Regions from separate parts of the Sus scrofa genome. Here region 2 is linked to region 1. Evidence: chromatin contacts called from public HiChIP or PLAC-seq data. All regions are on one chromosome and are shown on one strand. Each heading gives the region's core, a stretch centred on a gene start, on an enhancer-like site or on the middle of the called end of the contact. The rest is flanking DNA. Distances are from core to core; before and after follow the strand shown. Region 1 holds the start of DAAM1 (disheveled-associated activator of morphogenesis 1). Region 2 has its middle 58 kb from the start of DAAM1.

What was found. HiChIP or PLAC-seq counts read pairs in DNA pulled down with a chosen protein or histone mark.
Region 2: a contact with region 1 is called in an H3K27ac HiChIP or PLAC-seq map of skeletal muscle. The contact joins the enhancer-like site here to the promoter of DAAM1 in region 1. A contact is called at or near these places in 1 of 5 promoter capture datasets (liver), 7 of 47 Hi-C or Micro-C datasets (alveolar macrophages, embryonic fibroblasts, fetal heart ventricle and 2 more) and 1 of 2 datasets of contacts at active chromatin or transcription factors (skeletal muscle).

Annotation. Positions count from the first base shown.
Region 1 is chr1:188,332,379-188,337,528 of Sscrofa11.1, reverse strand. It overlaps DAAM1 (disheveled-associated activator of morphogenesis 1), which reads right to left and starts at 2,194. Exons shown (of 25, transcript XM_021102694.1): 1 at 2,046-2,194.
Region 2 is chr1:188,274,549-188,279,698 of Sscrofa11.1, reverse strand. No RefSeq gene overlaps it. Among named protein-coding and RNA genes, the nearest start is that of DAAM1, 58 kb to the left of the region's middle. Within about 2 kb of position 2,023, at least 8 of the 83 cell types and tissues checked have an H3K27ac peak or open chromatin away from gene starts, as enhancers often do. A contact at or near this core is called in skeletal muscle, where this site is marked.

The sequences.
Region 1 (5,150 bases), core at 945-3,444:
AGGAAAACTTCTGTGCCCCTCTCCCATTACCAAGACCATGGTCCCTAGAAGCAGAGGGCTCTTCCCAGACAGACTGTGGTAGCCAGTAAGAACAAAGCCTGTGCAGGACCCAGGCTTCCCAGATGCTAAACCTCTCAAGGACCTGCATCCTCTAGGCAGGTTTTTAGATTTCATGAAAACCACAAGGGATGGCAGTGACTTCCAGAACTCAAGGTCAGTTATTATTTGTCCCTAAAACCCTCCTGTGAATTGCATCTAAGGCAAACTGAGGGCCTTCATTAATGACCAGGGAGCTCTTTTCACGTGTAACAGAGAATTCCCTCCTTGAGAACGCTGCCTCCAACACTATTAGGAAAATGCAGGTAGCCTGAAAGGGGGAAAAGATCTTTCGACTGCAATTTTCTGAGTTTGCCTTAGGAAAAGGGCTCTTAATAGTTTTTTTCTGGGGAGGGGGGTTGGAGAGACCAAGTACATGTAGGCGAGAGGGAAAGGGGTCTAAAAACTCTGTCCAAGCTATTTACAAGAGAATGTTCAGAGCCCTGGGCTGAGAAACCGGTGACTAGGAGAGAGCAGCTGGGCCCAGGAAGAGCATCTGACCACACCCACTGGCCACGCCCTCCCAGCTGCCCGCAGAGCCACATCGAATTGAAACAGCAGTGGGAGCAGTTAAGATTCCGACGGCAGGAGTCGCCATGGCAACGGGATTTGTCTTGCAGGCAAACTCCGCTTCAATTCACTAGGTCCTTCTCGAGCCTCAAGAAACTACCAGTTCAACGAGGGCAAAACGGCCACGCGTGGCGTTCTTTCTTGACGCTTTCCTGCGTAGGTGGAGATGGGGGGGTGGGAGATGGGGAACCAGGATTGGAGTGTATTCTATTTCTGGGCCCAGTGAAATATTTCATGGCAGCAAGAGACAGAACACTCCAACCACAGGCTGTGAGCAACTTGAGAACAGAGCCTTTAGCAAAGATTTGATGAATGAGTGAGTAAGGGAAAGAATAAGGGGGCTGGGAAAGGGAAATCCAGAGGACTTCACCGGCCTCGCTCAGGTGCCCGGTCGGAGAGCAAGAGGATCACAAGCATTTGGATTTTCACCACCAGCTGGGAAAACCGATTATCCACCGCTCTTGCCCCACTGCGAGTCTTATCGTTAGATTATTCCACACTCCGCACCGCTTTTCCACCTCCTAGCCCAGCGCTCCAGGCAGACGCTTCGTACCAGCTCAGGTGTTATTTGTCGAGGGAACCATCAGTGCAACGGGCATCAAGATGCCCCCTACCCAGAGGGATGCGAGGCGGGAGTGCTCTGCGGCGCTTGGAAACCAGTCAGCAGGCTGCGCAGCCTCCCCTCGCCGCTGTCCGACAACACCCCTCGCTCTTTCCGCAACGCGGTTTCCCTCTAGTCTCTCGTTTGAGATATTTAGCTCCCAACTTTACCTAAATTACAGTCACTTCATCCCTTTCGAATGAGTCTTGAGATTAGGGTGCCCGGGATGGTAGGGGTTCTGCTGGGATGAGTAAATGAGTCTCTCCTCCTCTGTCGCCACCTCTGAGTCCACCTAGCCTGCCTTGGGATTCTCCCCTCCCGGAGCCTCACCGGGCAGCAGCTCCCGACAGCAGCAATGTCCACAGCACCCAGCTGGGGCCACGACCCCCAGCGCCCCAGCCCCAGGGTGTCAGCAGCAAGGCGGCGAGTGGTACCCCGCCGGCTCTCTTGGCATCTGAGCGCCTCAGAAAGAAAGAAGGGAGGCACCCGCGTCCTCGGGGGCGCCTTTCTCCAGTCTCGCTTTGCTTTGTGCCGCGCTTGCAGCCATTTTCCCAAACCGAGCTTGGCAGCTGGAAGCTGTCTAGGTCCTGTTCCCACCCAGACCCAACCTGAAGGACGGGTTTAATATTTACCTACTGGCCCGGGAGCTCCGGGGAGGCAACGGGAGGGCGCGCCGCGAACCCAGCGCCGGGCCCGAAACAGCGAGCCCAACCCCACGCCACCGCGCGGTGCCACTTAATGAATGAGTGCAGCGAGCGACGCGGCACGTCCCCCTTACCTGAGCAGCCCCAGCATTCTGAAAAGGCGGTTCTGAGCTTCGGGTACAATGGGCTCCCTTAAACAGTTTCCTTCACAGCCGCTCGTAGGTTACCAACTCGCAGGTGACATCACCCTCTCCTCGCCTGATAGGATACAATGTGGCGCCCACTGCGCATGGACTCCCGGGTCGCTTCTGGGAGTTGTAGTTCGTGTTCCACAGGCAGAGCCCGGGTAAGTGCGATACCAGGGTTCTTGGAACTACACTTCCCGACACACTCCCGGCCTCTTCGTCCACGCCCCTAACCCCGCCCCCGCCTCGACCCGCCCCCCCCCGACCCGCCCTCCAGCCTTGCAGTGTTAGTCCGGGTAGTTCAGAAGCTGAGCTGAGGACGCAGCGGGTTGGGAGCAGGGGTTGCGGGTGGGAGGGGAAGTGGTATCCTTAGGTCGTGCTCTTTGACTTGACCTCCACTCGGCCCCATGCGGGCTCCGAGGAACCAGAGGGGTCCGGGACTAGTGCGCACTAGCCCCGCAGCTCTGAGCAACCTGGTTCCGTTGGCCCCGGCCGAAAAGAGAAGATTAAGCCCTTCACTGCCTCCCCTAGGCGTAGCAACTAATTAATTGGGTTAAACGCAGTCGAGGAATTACCCCACGACCCAGAGGAAGGCGGACGCGGACCCTGAAGGACAGAAATGCCCCTGTGCCCCACTTGGTACAAATCACCTCTCGGTCTTCTCTTTCCTTCTCCCATTTAACGGAGTCAGGGTGACCAACCAGATCTCTGGGAACAGCTTAGTCGCCTGAGCCGACAGAATAACCTAGGGTGTCGCTAATCAAAATGCTGTGCAACAGACTAGATAGTCGCCTCAACCCTCCGTCTGGGAGCCTGCTGCTGCTGCAGAGATAATACTATCGCGCAGCCATGCTTTTGTTCTTCCCTGCAGCAGACTTCCCGCTCGCTCATGGCTCCCAGGAAGACAACATCCTTGCCTAAAGTTTTAATAAATAAATATACGTATACATGTACTTTTAAATACACAACACTCTCAACTTGCATACCTTTCTCTTCAAATTTTTTAATGACCTAAGCGAAACAACATCATGCTGTTCAAGAACTGCTGTGATACTAATACACCTAAGTGTTTATTTAAAGATAAGATGTGCAGCAGAATTCTGAACCTTCAATAAAATTTTATTTTTAATATGTAAAAATTTGCCTTGGAACTTTTCATTATTCAATGAATATCAAACATTATAAAAAATTAACACTGGTAAATCTCTTGATGTGTTTCTAAATGAAAAAAAAAATCTTTACGTCTAGTTATTCCAGTTGTAAAGGTAAATTATAATGGCATTCGATGTCGTAATCACATATAAGGATCAGCTCACACCCTTATTTCTACAAGCAAAATCTCTAGAGACTACCTCTCATGAAAAGAAAGTTCACAATTAAGATTTCAAACAACTCTCCACCTAATTGTTGGTGAAAGTCTTCTTATTTCTCATATCATCCTGCAACAATAACTGGGGTTCAAGAGAAAAATATTCATGGATCTAGTTGAAGATCTCAGGAAAGAAGGAAAGGCTTTGTTTGCTGAGAGGGATTTTACTACTGAATTCTGCTTTTTCTTTTAACAAGCCAATTCCTTATAGCCCAGACACATTTTTCTCCACTGAGGGAAGATAACTTTGAATGTTGCTCTCCTGTTCTGAGCTATTCCATCCATTTCAAATATTGTCTTAAGTGGAACCTAGACAATACAAATGTTCCATTGGCCAACAGATCAAGAGTACAATCAGTGATATTCTAGCTAATGGGTAGACTTAATGCATTGCAGTTCATTGTGGGAAAAGATTCAGAAAGAAACTTGACCTGGGGTGAATCTAAAAGCTCTTCCAGTTCTGTAACTTTGTAGAGCTTTTAGAGGGAAATACAATCAGTGCGCCTGAAATGTATTGAGTCCAATTGGATGTGGAGATTCTTTATAAGTCAGGATTTAGACTTACAGATAAAAGTATATTATATTATTGTGGTACACTCTGAGGAGTAAGTTTATAGAATAAATCACCTTAGAGCAAGTTCTCTTGAGTCTTCAGTAATGAAGGAGAGGATGAAGTCTGCCTAAAGAAAAAATTCCATTCTCTGTAGCAATTAATATTATAGGGATGTGCCATGTTACATGTCCATATATAAAGGACATCATACACAATAGATAACAAGCACAGAAATGAGCAGATGTACACATGTGAAGCTGTTCTTCCTACTAAATAGATATAAATATAGATAATAAATATTGAAAGATAGGCATCGTTTGGAAGCATTTTGCTATGTGCGATGGATTTGAGCTTATCCCTGCACACTATTTTCATTGGTAACCAGGAGAAACAAAGATGGCTCTTCAGCACCAGAAATGCAGTCTGTGGTCCTGGGACTAGAGGAAGCTTAACAACATCTATGGAGACTGAAGGGAACACACTTCTCTCCCTCCCTCTCTCCCTCTCTCTCTCTCTCTCTCTCTCTCTCTCTCTCTCTCTCTCTCTCTCTCACACACACACACACACACACACACACACACACACACACATTCACAGACATTTATTGTGTGTGTATTTCTTTTTCCGTGACTACATAGTCTCATAAACAATTGAAAACACTGTTCGGCTTATAATTTCGAAGGATTTCTTTACTTTTTTCTTTTCTTTTTAAAGGACAGCTGCTGTTCTAGAATGATCTGATGAAAGGTCTTGTCTAGTCCCATAATCATTTCCTATTAATTAGGAGCCCATGGGACCACTGGAAATAGATTTAATTGACCATCTACACGTGGAGGAAGGGGAAAGGCACCATGGGATATTTGGCTGATCTTTCAAAATAATACCTCTCAGTTCTGATTACAAGGCTTTAGTCTAGATGTTGAGCTTTAGATAAGGGAGGAAATGAGATATCAACAGAGAAAGAACTTTTTAAGTCTGTAGCCTTGCATGTGTTTTCACACAATAGCTTGGTGTTTTGCAACAACTGAGGTTGTGTGCTGAGGCCAGGTTTGAGATCATGCCCTTTTCCCACTTCCCAGCAATATCACTCTGCTTGTTCCATGTTGGTTATTCTCTCTAAGCTTCAGTTTCC
Region 2 (5,150 bases), core at 774-3,273, 58 kb after region 1:
CTATACCTCAGCTGGTTCCTAAGCCTCAAAATCACTGCCCACAGACAAAAGCATAATTTAGGAAAGAAACTCTCATAAAAATACACAGATGAAATATAGGTTGAACAGGGTGTGTAATTACTGGTACATTACTGATCATTACCGGTGCATTAGGACTTTGCTCTGATTAAAGAGATACTAAATCTTCAAGGAATTAAATAATTTTTAAAAGGCCAAGTGACAGTTAATGATGGATTTCTAAGTCCCACTAGGAAAAACTAAAAAGTGCATTTATGTGGGAGGTAATTTTTTGAGTTTCTCGAAAGACAGGATAAACACTATCATTTTTGGTTCAAATGCGGAGATTGAATAACAAGTAAATCTTTGGTAAACCCCTTGCAGTCTGGAATTGGCTCAGAAAAAGCAGAAAGGAGAATTCAGCAAAGCCACAAGGATGAGAGCTGTTGGCTGATAAGATGACAACCCCCAAAGTATAGCTGCTGAAGAGATTTATGTGCAAACCTCAGACCACTTGTATTAAGTGATGGGCCCTCAGCATATGCTACCAATCAATTGTTTGTATCCTGTCTGCTGACTTCTTTTAAAGTTAACATCGTTTTTACGTTCGTGTTTGTTATTTCCCCCAACCTTTTATTTTGAAAACATTCAAAACTAGAGAAATGTGGAAAGGATAGTAGGATAAACACCCTTATACCATTCACCTGGATTTGTGGCTTGCTAATGTTTTATCACATTTGTGATACATTTGTGTCTTCTTTGTGTACCTCTCCCCCAGCTATTTGCAAGTAAGTTGCCGCCCCATGTACCTCCCCAAAGCCAGAATGTTCTAGCACAGAAACAATCACCATGCCATTATCACACACCAGGAATTTACCGTGGTTATAAAAATAGTATTTGATTACACAGAACATACTTACAATTTCCACATTGTTCCCAAAATGTCCTTTATAGCTCTTTTGTTTCCGATCTCAGTCCCATCAAGAATAATGGATTATATTTGGTTGTCTTTGTCTCCTTAAATCTAGAACGAGGGTCAGCATTTTCTGTAAAAGATTGGACATAAATACAAATGTTTATATGTAATATAACATATTAGGATGATAACATAAACATTTTAGGCTTTGCAGTTCATACTATTTCTTCCCCAATTATAGCTTCATTGTTGGAGTGCCAAAACAGCCATAGGCGGTACATAAAGGAATGGATGTGGTGATTTTAATAAAATCTTATTTATGGATACCAAATTTTGAAATTCATATAATATTCACATACACAAAGTATATTACTTTTTCTTTTGTTCCTTTTCAACCATTTAAAAATATACAAACCATTCACAGCTCACAGGTTGCAAAAACTGTATGTGACAGGATTTGGACCAGGGATCATAATTTGCTGACTTAATATTTAAAGCAATTCCCTGCCTTTTTTTTTTCTTTTTTTTTTTTTTTTTTGGCTGCTCCTGTGGCATGCAGAAGTTCCCAGGCCAGGATTGAACCTGAGCCTCAGCAGTAACAACACTGGATCCTTAACCTGCTGAGCCACCAAGGAACTCCAACTGCATTTTTCTTTTTTTTAAGCAAACATTTTATTGAAGTATGTGGAAATACATAAAATTTTAAGTGGACTGACCGCTTCATGATGTTTCACAAAGTGAACACACTCACTAAATAAACTCAGAATAAGAAATACCTATGACTTTATTTAAAAAACAAACAAACAATAAAACACTTGTTGGTGTCGCATCTGATGACCTACGAATGGTTAGCACTGGATCCAAGTGTGCAATTATAGATTACTTCTAGAAATGTCTTTGACTGTTATCAGAGTCCCTATACTCTGTCTCCACAACAAGGAGAGCTGCAGTGATCCAAATGTTTCAGTCTTGACAATTAACCTGCCTATTGGGCCAGCCCAGCCAAGCCTCACTTTTGGAGCTATTTCAGAGGGCATGATGACTCCTGTAGTTTCCTTTAACTGCTTACACTCTTGGCCAGCTCTCTCCCAGCAATGTGGATCAGCTCCGAGGGAGGGTGCCCAGGCAGGAAGTTACTATTTTAAGAACAAGCTCAGCCAAAGGTAGACAGCAGAAGAACCCACAGTCTGTCAGGAATGGGCTAAATGCAATTCACTTCTGTCAGAAACTGGCTGTGATGATTTGAAACCAGGACAGAGTCATGAGGGAAGGAAGCCATGGCTCCTGAGGGCTTAACTGGCTGACAAGACCACTCAAGACAATTGCAGTGTCCTGTTTGCTATATTTTATTTGCCATGGGGTGCAAAAATCTCTTGGCTTGGTAAAAACAGAACTTGACCAGGCTCTTTTAGACAGGGGAGTGGTGATGAGTGACTCATGGGATCTCCTTCTGAAACAGAAATAAGCTGCCCCACAAGTTCCCTCTGGTAGGTCCCAGATTTCCTATTTAGCCTGGGCATTTTAAGTCTGTTTACAGTGTTTCTAGGGATTATTCTCAGTATGAAGAGGGGGTTAATGCTTTCTTTCGGGACACAGAGCCTAGCATCAGTTGCATCTTCTCTGAAGATGGCAGAATTGGGTGGATGCTGGTTTAGGAAATCTGTCTTAATGTGAGAGATGTACAAATACATGATGGTCCAAACTTGAGCCTCAGCACGTGGGCTCAGTTACTCAGTTTTATACAAGCAAATTTGTTTGCAGAAGCTTAATCCCAAGGCTGGGTCCACTGCGGGACTTTAATAATCCCCTAGAGGATCTCACACTCACATTCCAAAATAAAGACTGCATTTGAGAGGCTCGAATTCAACACCAAAGAATTGATCAGACTAGGGACCCAGTTTCTCTTCTGAGGTTCTCAAGCTCTTCGTTTTTCCTTCTACTCTCTGACCTAATTTTATCTTTATCTCTAGCACCTGCCCCCCCAACCCCAAGCTATTTTCATTTGGCTGAAAGAATTTAATTTTTTTTTTGTCTTTTTAGGGCCACTCCTGTGGTATATGGAGGTTCCCAGGCTAGGGGTCTAATCAGAGATGTAGCTGCTAGCCTATGCTCAGCCACAGCAATGTGGGATCTGAGCCTCATTTGTGACCTACATCACAGCTCACGGCAACGCTGGAACCTTAAGTCACTGAGCGAGGCCAGGGATCAAAACTGTGTCCTCATGGATGCTAGTCAGATTTGTTTCTGCTGAGCCATAAAGGGAACTCCACATTTAATTATTAAGCTCTTCAATTTTGTCAAGATTTTTTTTAATGTTCACATTCCCAATAATAAAATGGCACAGTTAAACTAAACAAAATGGCAGAGGATCTTTAATAGAGAAGAGAAACCAATCAGATATAATGTATCAGGGAATTCTGGTTTGGAAAGGAAAAACAAAGATGCGATGAATCCTGGTAGCTTTTTCTTTTTATTTATCACAGAGCAACAAGATGATGGCCTTTCTTCTTTTCATTTATGATAGGGCAGAGTTATGGTTGTTAAGTAAATCCCATTCTCTGGCTTTCCCACTAAGCTCACGTTTCTAGCTCAAAGCATCATAAATAACCAATGAAGAAAAATACTGCCTAAACATTGAGATGATTTGCATAAAAGTCCACATTAAAAATGCATGATGGGTATAAGGACTTAATTTTAGCCACAGTGCAGTTTCTGTGTTTTGCTGCGGTCATATTTTTCTTTGCATTTTCTGTCTTAGCTATTTAACTTTGAAGCCCACTGAAGATGAAAAATGGGCATTTATGGAGCAGGCGCATATGGCTTTAGCGGTTCAGTTGCTGACCTGGCATTTTGCCCTCTGTAGCGTCAGCCATTGCCTTCTCAACCACGAGCTCTAACTAGCAAAACGATCTCAAGAGGTGGTGGAGAGAAGATAGAGAAGTAGATGTTCAGTGACGGTGTGCAATTTGACTATGTTATTTCTCTTGCCCGTAAATAGTCTAGCACACAACTTATTGCTCCTGCTACCCCAGCTATGTGAATTCTAGAGATATGCAAAGTTGTGCCAGAGACACTCACAGAGATTAACAAGCTTTCTGAGTCAGGACCTAGTAAGGCAGAGGCAGTGCTTGTATCATGACTTTCATTTCACTGAAACCACATAAGAGCCTTAACATGACAGACAGAAGGACCCAGAACAGGTAGTTAATTGCAATTATTGCTGCTGTTGTTGAAGCAAACTGAGGAGCTTCTGGTTAATTGTTTTTTTTTTTTTTTTTCTTTTTACAACCACATCTGCAGCATATGGAAGTTCCCAGGTTAGGGGTCTGCAGCTGCTGGTCTAAGCCACAGGCACAGCAATGCCAGATCCAAGCTGTGTCTGCAACCAACACCTGATCCGTAACCTGTTGGCTGAGGCCAGGGGATTGAGCCTGCATCCTCACGGACACTGTATCGGGTTCTTTATTTTTTTTTTCCTAGGGCCATACCTGCGGCTTAAGGAGTTTCCCAGGCTGTAGCCACTGGCCTATGCCACAGCCACAGTAATGTGAGATCAAGCCGTGACTGTGAACTACACCTCAGCTCATGGCAATGACGCATCCTTAACCCACTGCGCGAGGCCAGGGATCGAACCTGTGTCCTCATGGATCCTAGTTGGGTTCATTAACCACTGAGTCATGAAAGGAAATCCTGTGCTGGGCTCTTAATCCACTGAACCACAATGGGAACTCCTGGTTAATTATTTTTCTTTGTCCTAACTTGCTAGTAAATGTCCTGAGATGGTTAAAGTTGGGACTATAAGCAATGTAAGTCCTTAAGTTTTTTTTTTTTTTTTTTTTTTTAGTTTCAAATTCTTGGCTACATGTGGGTAGACTGCTGAGGTTTCTGTGGGAAATATCATGTTGGCCTTGGGAGGACTGCAAGGCTCAAGCAGGGCGTAATCCAGGACCTTGGAGTTTGGAGCTGTTTGGCTGTCTGGGAAGAAGGGTTGAGAAAAGTTCCCTTTATTTCCACTGGGAAGGGGCCATTCCAAGACCTATTTTCTTTCCTTCCAGCACCGAAAATGTAAAGGGCTGAGATACAAGTCAATCAAGTGAAAGTAGTAAAGAAAATATGCCCATGGTAGGCTGAGGATAAAGACCCTCCAGTTAGATGGGAAGTGGTAAGTTTAAGGTCTCTGAGGAGAGGAGATCCAGGAGCATCTAGTTAGATTGAGGCCATGCCTTTGAAAGAGAAA